Linked DNA regions of Danio rerio: region 1 is linked to region 2. The links are chromatin contacts, called in public Micro-C maps. All regions are on one chromosome and are shown on one strand. The core of a region is the stretch at or near the end of the contact, and the rest is flanking DNA. Distances in the headings are between cores, read along the strand shown. Region 1 holds the start of ints1 (integrator complex subunit 1). Region 2 has its middle 21 kb from the start of mafk.

Region 1 (4,591 bases), core at 1,777-4,276, 33 kb before region 2:
ATTAATTTCAGTAGTAATATTGAATAATGTGCAAATGTTTTGATGACTCATGCACAATATAAATTTTGAAGTAATATATTTTTAAAGCCTTTTAGTGGATGTATAATAAGGCTATGCGATATTGGAAAAATCTGACATTGCGATATTATGTTTTTCTGCAATATATATTGCGATATGAATTCATTTTTACCAAATGACTTGAATAGCTCTATTTGAAAATAATTTATCATTTTAGATCGATTGTGTCAATACTGTAGTGCAGGGGGGTCCAAACTCGGGGCCATTGTACGCAGAGTTTAGCTCCAGCCTCTCTCAATTTTGACCTTATTCTAAAATGCGGAAGTGCGTCTGTTTTCGTGATTGTTTTTGAACTTGCGATTCAGTCGCCTATGGGAGAAATGACTAGGAATAATAAACGGCAGAAAACGGTCAAACTACTTGCTCTACAGACAAATGTTTGCATGACTATACAGACCAAGTAAAATAATATAATAAGAAAATATCAGTTTGCAACATCAAACCGTGAAACAAGCAGTTTTTAGTTTCTAAAAATGAATGGAAGTGAATGAGACTGGAAGTCTCGAGCCAAAAAGATTCAGATGGCTGTGCCCACTTGTACGCGGAGAATAAGGTGAATACCTCCCTGATGTTTCTAATACACCTAAAAAGAGCTTGATCAGCTGGTTCAGGTGTGTTTAATTGGGGTTGGAACTAAAATATGCAGGACACCGGCCCTGCAGGACCGAGTCTGGACACCCCTGCTGTAGTGGGAGTGCATCTGCATTAAATACACAAGTTAAAAAAATAATCATTTAACAATACAAATTAAATCAAAAGTGTGTAATGCTTTTGAAGGAGTCATACGGTATTCAGGAAAAGTAACTGAATAACCACATGTTAAATAATACTGCATAATCTTCATTGCATAATTTAATAAAATGCATTGTTATTAAAGTTAGAAAATGATACAGATTCTTATGCTTGAATGTTTTTAAAACCAAATCACATGCAAATTTTGAATTATAATACAGAATTAACATTGCATATCCTGCGATATGACTAATGTGAATGATCACATTGTGATATCGATGCTGAAATGATATATTGTGCATTCTTAAGGTATAATATTAGAAAACCTCTTCTTAAGTTTTTGGCTTTTATACCTCAAAATCATTCTCCACAAAGCCACAGATTCTTTACAAAATTCTGGGCAGAAAAAGGAAAAAAAGGCAGCAGATTCTGACCTGCTTTTGACAAAAACATAAAGACAGATAAAATACTTACCATAATACCTTTAACATGCATTTTGAAATGTTTTAAATTACAATTTCATGCAAACTTTGCATTCATTTCTTTTTTTATATAGCTGACATTATAGTAAAAATAATCTCTTGTTCTACTACATGATTATTTTTTATTTAAATAAGTAACAATGTTTTCTCTTTTTAATGATTTTTGTATTTTGAAAAAGATCTTTGCAAAACTAATATATAAAATAAAACTATGTTTTTTTTAATTTTGTAACATTTAGACCTTTCAAAGAGATTTTTTTTGCTGTGATATCAAAGGCAGCTCCAAAAACTCTAAATTTCACTGCAATTATGATCAAAATAAACATCAGATAAACAACATTTTACAATAAAATAGAAAGGTTTGTTGGCGTTACCTTCAATAGGAATCACAGACGGCTCTTTGATGGAGGGAGAAATTGACCTTTTGTCCACAGCAGCCACCTCAGCGAGACGAGAGAGGGCGCTGGGTGGAGTATTGGGGTGTTTGGGCCGTTTGGACAGACTGGACAAGCCGGAGGAAGAAGGCAGAGATGAAGATGCCTCTCTCTTGCGATCTGGTGGCAAACCAGTGGATGCCGGCTTCAGCAAAGCTGGGTTTGCTTTCGGTTCACTGCTCTGACTCTTCGACCCAAGAGCAATGAAATCTCCAGGAGGAGGGTGACCTGAAGGGCGCCAAAGGGGGAACAGGAAATACAAAACAATACAATACAATACAATATAATGAGTGTTCATCAAGTCAAAACAACTATTAAATGCCATGGATAAGAGATATGTTTTAAGAGTACCGAATTGTCCATATTGAGGTAAAGTTAGTTTTATATTTGCACATTCGTTCATTTTTGAATAGGTTCGAACTCCCTATATTGTTTACCATGCTACTTTGAATATTTGGTCTGAATTGGCATGCGAGTATGACTTCAAAACACCATTAGCTGCTACCTACTTAACTGTCTCTGAACAATGCAGTATTTTGATAGTCATTGGATGCTAATATGTTTTCTATACTTAGAATTTGTAAAGAATGATTTTCTGAAATTATATTATTAAGGAGAAAGTCCAAATGTGCAAATATAAAACCATCTTTATCCAAATCGTGTCCGAAAAGTAAGCTTAAAGTCTTACCTGATGGCTTGGTGTTACTAGGGCGCCTGATGCTTGTTGGCTTTGGTCGATTCATTGTGACAGTTTCCACAAGTTAAACAACTCACTGTAACTGTAAGACACATAAACAGCATTAGTCTTCAATTAGATAAAAGTACATTTGAGTCTATAACTTAAAATGACTATGATCACACCCAAACAAAATCTAGCATTTAACTTAGGTTAACTTTACATGGTGATATGGACTGATGTTAGCAGAAATAATTTGATACTGAAGTAAAAATATATATATATTTCCTATGCTGTACATAAGCAAGACAAAAATAGGTTAACTATTTTTTCGACTACCTGTAAGAGCTCTTATTTTATTTAATGTTTTGTATTTGTTTACATGCTAGTCTAAGCGTTTTAGCAGGTGATGCCTTGTAACGTTTTGTAAAAACATCAAATACTGGCTGAAATGTTCATTTTGAAAATGTTTGCTCTACCAGTAACATATCGTTTACATAATGGTACAGTAAGAAGGCAAAAAACAGGAATTGAGGATTAATAAAGTACCTCAGTTGTTGTTGAAAGGGGCAGCTACATGATTTGCCGAGTGCTGTTTGTGCTTCTGCTGCAGTGGAAGAGTTTGATGAAAAGAGCGGCTGCGCCTCCTGCAGCACTGGAGCTGAATGACTAAACTAAACTAAACTAAACTAAACTAAACTAAAATAAAATAAAATAAAATAAAATCCCAGTGCTGGGTTGCAGCTGGAAGGGCATCCGCTGTGTAAAACTTATGCTGGATAAGGTGGCAGTTCATTCCGCTGTGATGACCCCAGATTAATAAAGGGACTAAGCTGAAAAAAAAGAATGAATAAATGAAATAAAAGTAAATTAAATTTGATCAAATAATAAATACAGTACAATAAAAAGTTTATTTGTATAGAACATTTAAAACAACCACAGTGAGGGGTATAAAAACAAAGACAAGTCAACTAATTTGTATACAATAAAAAAGAACAAAAGCGCACACTACAAATGGAGATTCATTAAAATAAAGAATTGTTGCTTATCAAGTCAAAAAAAAATATTGAATGCCAAAGAGAACAAATACGTTTTAAGAGTTAGTTAAAAAAAAAATCATAAATAAACAAAAATAAAAATCAACATGTAAAAATTTAGGACAAAACAAAATAACATAAAAAGCAAAATATAATCAAAGAATAAAATAGAAAAAAACTAAAATATGTACAATAAAGTCAAAGACAACAAAAATATAATTAATTATAAAATAAAAATAATTTAAATTATTTAAACTATATAAATTTAATTAAAAAAAACTATAAAATCTTGGCATATAAGTATATAAACTAAACTAAAATAAAATAAAATGAAATAATAATATAAAATAAAATTGATAAAATAATAAACTAAAATAAACCTTAAAAAGTAAATAAAAATAAAAATAAAATGTGAAAAGGCAAAGACAAAACAAAATAAGACAGAAAAAATAAAACAATAAAATAGAATATACTTAAACAATTAAAATCAAGTAAAATACAATTAAAATACAAATGATTATAAAATTAAGACAATCAAAAGTAGTTTAAAAAAATTAAATAAATAATTATTTAAAATAAAATTAATAAAAAACTACATATTAATCATTAAAAGAAAGTAAATGAAAATAAAACAAAAAATGAAGACAAAACAAAATAAGATAAAACAGCAACAAATAAAAGAAAAAAAAACTAAAATTACTTAAATAAAGTAAAATGCAAAACACATTAAGATAAATGACGTAAAATAAAAGAATGAAGTATAGAATAAACTGAAATAGTTTAAATATCAAATTAAATCAACTAAACTAAATTAAGTGGAAAATAAATTAAATAACAATGAATTTAAAAAATATAAAAGAAGATTGATTTCTACAAGAAAGTTGTAGAAACTAAAAATAAAATAAAATATAACATAAAATAAGCACAGAGATCCCTAGTTTAAATTAATCTTTATTAAGCTTCAATTTTTTTCTCTTTTAGTCGGCCTTAGTTTTATGGTATTAGTTTTAGCTATCATAACTGCATGGAACCATTCGGCCATCAGGACAAATCATTCAGTTATTTTGCTGCTCCAATCTTTTATTACCAGCAGAGATCATGTGATTTTCAACTCCACTGCCATCTGTACGCTAATGGATGTTTACCTTCAAT
Region 2 (4,359 bases), core at 1,451-3,950:
CAACGTGGCTTCACATTTGTATTTGACATGAAATGCATATTTACCAGTAGGAATGATGACATCCCGTCCTAATCATCATTTTCTCTTCATATAGCCATATATGCCTATTATATATCTACAATATACTGTAGTAAAGCCTGGTTTGTTAGGTTGTTGGATTGTTTTGCTTTCTCATTACAATCGATCGGCCCCAGAGTTCACTTCAGTTGAGCAAAGACCACCCCTCTTTCGAGCGATCTCGAACTAATTGATTTGGTGCAGACCTGAGCGCAATTGCTGGTTTCACATATGCCAAACCAACCACGCTAATGGGGGAAATGAGACCGGTTCCGAAACAAAAGTCTAGGTGTGAAAGCACCCTAAGAAAATATGTGTAATTACAAAAAAATGCCAGCCAATTGTCATCTGTTTGACAGCACACGTGCTGCAAATCGTCACAATGCAAACACATTTGTAAAAAAAATTTTCTGCATTTTCTTACAATACAAACAAATGAATAAAACGCGCAGCATGTTCTCAACACACAAAAAATAATAAATTGTGCTGGATTTCTTTTTTACAGTGCAAACAAATGACAAAAACGCCTGCAGAATGCAGCACGTTTTATTAATTTGTTTGCATTGTTAGGATTTGCAGCACGTGTGCTGTCAAACAGATTTTGCTGTTCTTTTTTTTTGTAATTGCTCTCTCGGCCACCATAATTCCATGATATTACTGTTTATAGGTTCGTAAGCAAAAATAATAATTAAAAACAATACAACTGACCTTTAACTTCTGAATATATTCATAAAGATTAAGTGACCACTTGAAAATTCACCATTTTCTGGATTTATTAGATATGGGTTTGAATGAAATGTTAATATTTGTTTTATTAGGTAAATGTCTGATAACATTGTCTAAAATTTCAAATAAGAAACATTGTAACTTAACTTTTTTTATTTAAAGATTTACAATGATTGGCTTGCGTATTCTAAAGTTAAAACTGGCGTTGTGTTCTCAATAAATAAATACAAACCAAAACATAACTATTCCAAACAGAACTTTCAAGTGGTCTATTAATTGTATTTTAAATTATATGTTATGCATATATAGATAGGTAGATAGATATGTGAATAAAACATGACATCATCATATGTCATCAAATGTGTTGGCGGAATCTCATAATACATCACTATAAACTGATATCAGTCATTGTAAAAGACCAGTGATTCTGATGAAGTCCAAAGTTGAAAATGATATCGACATCAAGGGCAAATCCTTATCCTGAAACATGACATTACTGATAAACAGAGAAAAAAAAAAAAAAAATCCAATAGGAAATGAGCCAATCCTCACATAGTCAGCTTTTATAGACATAGCAATCCCAAATGGGAAAACGGCACTTACCTTTTACTGTTGAATTGCAGTACAATACTATGAAGCACTTGCAAAGCAGACTGACATATGTAAATATGCAAGACTGAAAGCACAGAGGGGCTGAGATTCTAAGGGCACTTCATGTTTTTTTCTTTTATGATACTTGTTTTACAAAAGGTTAGTTAGTATAAAGTTGATTATCCTCAACTTGGTGATAACATCTAAGCGGCACATCAGTGTTGTCAGTTATCTTGAAGATATATCGTTTTTTTCAGATCTGTCTCTATACGACACCATAAAAATGGTAGGTAATCCATATTGGATAGAGCGATAGCTGTCTTAAAACTAATGCAGTTCAATTCTAACCTGTATATTACAGAACTGAGTTAAGCTTAGCAAATAATGTTGAATTCAAGCTCCCAAACTTCATCTAGAAAATTCCGTCCGTTCAGAAATCATTCCTACCGCCAAGCCACGAAAAAGTGCCACTGCCGGTGTTGGTAACCCTGATGAAATGTACATAAAAATGCAAATATTTGATATTTCGACACAGACTCTTGGGTATAGGGAGAATTCTGGTGTAATGTAGATCTGAAAACATTAACATATCCTAAAACTGATCCTTCGTAACATTGAGATGGTTAAAATCAGGATTGTCTCTTACCTAAGTGGCTATGACCTTTTTTTATTTTGTGAGCCCTTCCACCAATGCAAGGAAGCATATTGGGGTTTATATCGCCACAAGTGTTTTTGTATGTCTTTATATCCCCCAACATGATCTAAATTCCTCATTGCCTCTATAGTTTATATCTATATCCAGGACTGGTGTGATTTGTCTTTAAGTGGTTTATTTAATTGTCGATGAGCAGCAGAAACACACACACAATATCTTTTGAACAATATGTACAATATTATGAATGCAACACACTATTAGTTTATTATGGGTGAAATGTGGTGTGTTTAGGTTTCATTTCAGTATTCATTGTTTATTTGGCATTGTTATGAAAGGTTTAACATGCAGTCAGCATTTCAAACCATGACCTTTGTATTCTAATATATAAATGTGACCACAGCTCTGGTTGGCAAATCCGCTTTTATAGACGAATGAGTTTTTAAATTGCTGTCTCCACTTCCCTTTTAGGCCACAAAAGCTTTTTAGTGAGAGAAAAAAACTCTGACATTTACCATTCGTCATTGTGGCCATTTATTTTGTTCCTCTGAGATTCCTAACACATTACGTAATATTGGAATTGATCCAGTTCCATTAAAAGTCACTTAATCCTCCTTTATGGAGTTATATACAGCTTTTTAATGTAAGAAAACTTGACAAAACAGCTCTTTCTGCGCTTTACACTGACACCTGGTGGCGAGTTGTATTTTCTCCTTCAAAATGCTGTGATCAAATGCTGATGACACCAAGATCTCCGTTCGTTTCTTGGACTTTTGAGGCATTTTTGTTTTGCTTTTTTGTTTGTGTGTGAGTTCAATTCAGCTGCCACCAAAGCCATAACTCATTTGTGTACATTCTTTAAAATTCACTCAATTTTCTTGGTATCGTGAGTGAGGGTGTGCGATATTTTCTTTGTTAATATCTGCCGTTTTTGAATGGTATGTGCGCTAACATTTATCGCTACGCTAAAAAAACAAACAAACATAGCTCGAGAGTTGACTGTAAATTAAAGGGTCAGTTCACTCAAAAATGAAAATTTACTCACCCTTAAGTTGATCCAAACCTTTAAGTTTCATGGGTGTCAAGCTTCCAGCCCTGCATCAACACCTATCTGTGGGTATCAAACAAGCCGAAAGCACTCAATTAGTTTGATCAGGTGTGTTTAATCAGGGTTGGAAGTAAACTGTGCAGCGATGTGACCCTTCTGGAACGGGGTTCGATAGCTGTGTTCTTCTGTTGAAGCCAAAGCTGTCAAAACTATGTAAATCTGTAACCATTGACTTCCATAAAAACAAATAGTATTGAAATCAATGGTTACAGATTTCGAGCATTCTTCAAAATATCTTCTTTTCTCTTCAACTGATGACAGAAACAGGTTTGGACCAAATAAAGGGCAAGTAAATGATGACAGATTATTCGATTTAGGGTGAACTATATGGGGTGGCTAACCCTGTTCCTGGAGAGCCACCTTCCTGCGGATTTCAGTTGCAACCCATATCAAACACACTTGCCTGTAATTATCATGTGGTGTTCAGGTTCTAATTAATTGGTTCAGGTGTGTTTGACATGGGTAGCAACTGAAATCTACAGGAAGGTGGCTCTCCAGGAACCGGTGTTAGCCACCCCTGATATAGACCATTTTGAGGGATGTAAACAATAACAATAGTCCTAATATATTTACTGTTATGCATTTTTAATTTTTATAGCTTCCAGGAATTCAAAAAATGACATATTATTAAATAATGTTATATATAATAGCTGTTATAATAGATGTTATAATGATAGCTGTTTTAACGTAAAGTTTGATTGAATTGCCTTTATTTACAGTTATGAAATAGTTTGACATTAAACAGGAAATGTAAACGGACTATAATTCACTTCATGAAAATGATTCGATGGACAGTCCAACAAACAAAAAGTTAATATTAAGTAAATTAATATTGAGCTTTTATATGCTTTCCAGCTAGTTTTTAGGTTCCAAAATATTCTCAAAGTGTTATATGTTGATTAGCCAGGACCATTTTCTATATGTAATTAAAACATTCCTTCTAGTTTAGGAGAACAAACTCTATGTCATCTGTAACGTGATACAATCTGGAAAGTTTAATGTTTGGTTAAAAAAAAAAACCTTCAAAGAACATCCTAAAAATTTCTTATTTGGTTTCTAAAACAAGCTTATTTTTTTATAGTTCTGAAGCTTACATTTCTGAATGAATTAAGTGAGTTAATGATTGATTCATTGTCATTTGATTAAATGAATCATTTGCTTGACATTAAAGGGATAGTTCATCATTAGTCATCACTATAAACCAGTTTGATTTGATTTCTTCTGT

Evidence for each region. A called contact is a pair of places that touch in the nucleus more often than the background predicts.
Region 1: a Micro-C map of caudal fin shows a contact between it and region 2, with 5 times the contacts expected there. The contact joins the promoter of ints1 here to the enhancer-like site in region 2. A contact is called at or near these places in 3 of 18 Hi-C or Micro-C datasets (caudal fin, hematopoietic stem cells and an unstated tissue) and 1 of 4 datasets of contacts at active chromatin or transcription factors (caudal fin).

The regions. Positions count from the first base shown.
Region 1 is chr3:42,038,146-42,042,736 of GRCz12tu, reverse strand. ints1 (integrator complex subunit 1) reads right to left here and starts at 3,026. Exons shown (of 48, transcript XM_073944937.1): 1 at 2,742-3,026; 2 at 2,415-2,505; 3 at 1,667-1,954. The coding sequence starts at 2,469.
Region 2 is chr3:42,004,727-42,009,085 of GRCz12tu, reverse strand. It overlaps a transcript of mafk not described here. Among named protein-coding and RNA genes, the nearest start is that of mafk, 21 kb to the left of the region's middle. Within about 2 kb of position 2,700, at least 8 of the 62 cell types and tissues checked have an H3K27ac peak or open chromatin away from gene starts, as enhancers often do. A contact at or near this core is called in caudal fin, where this site is marked.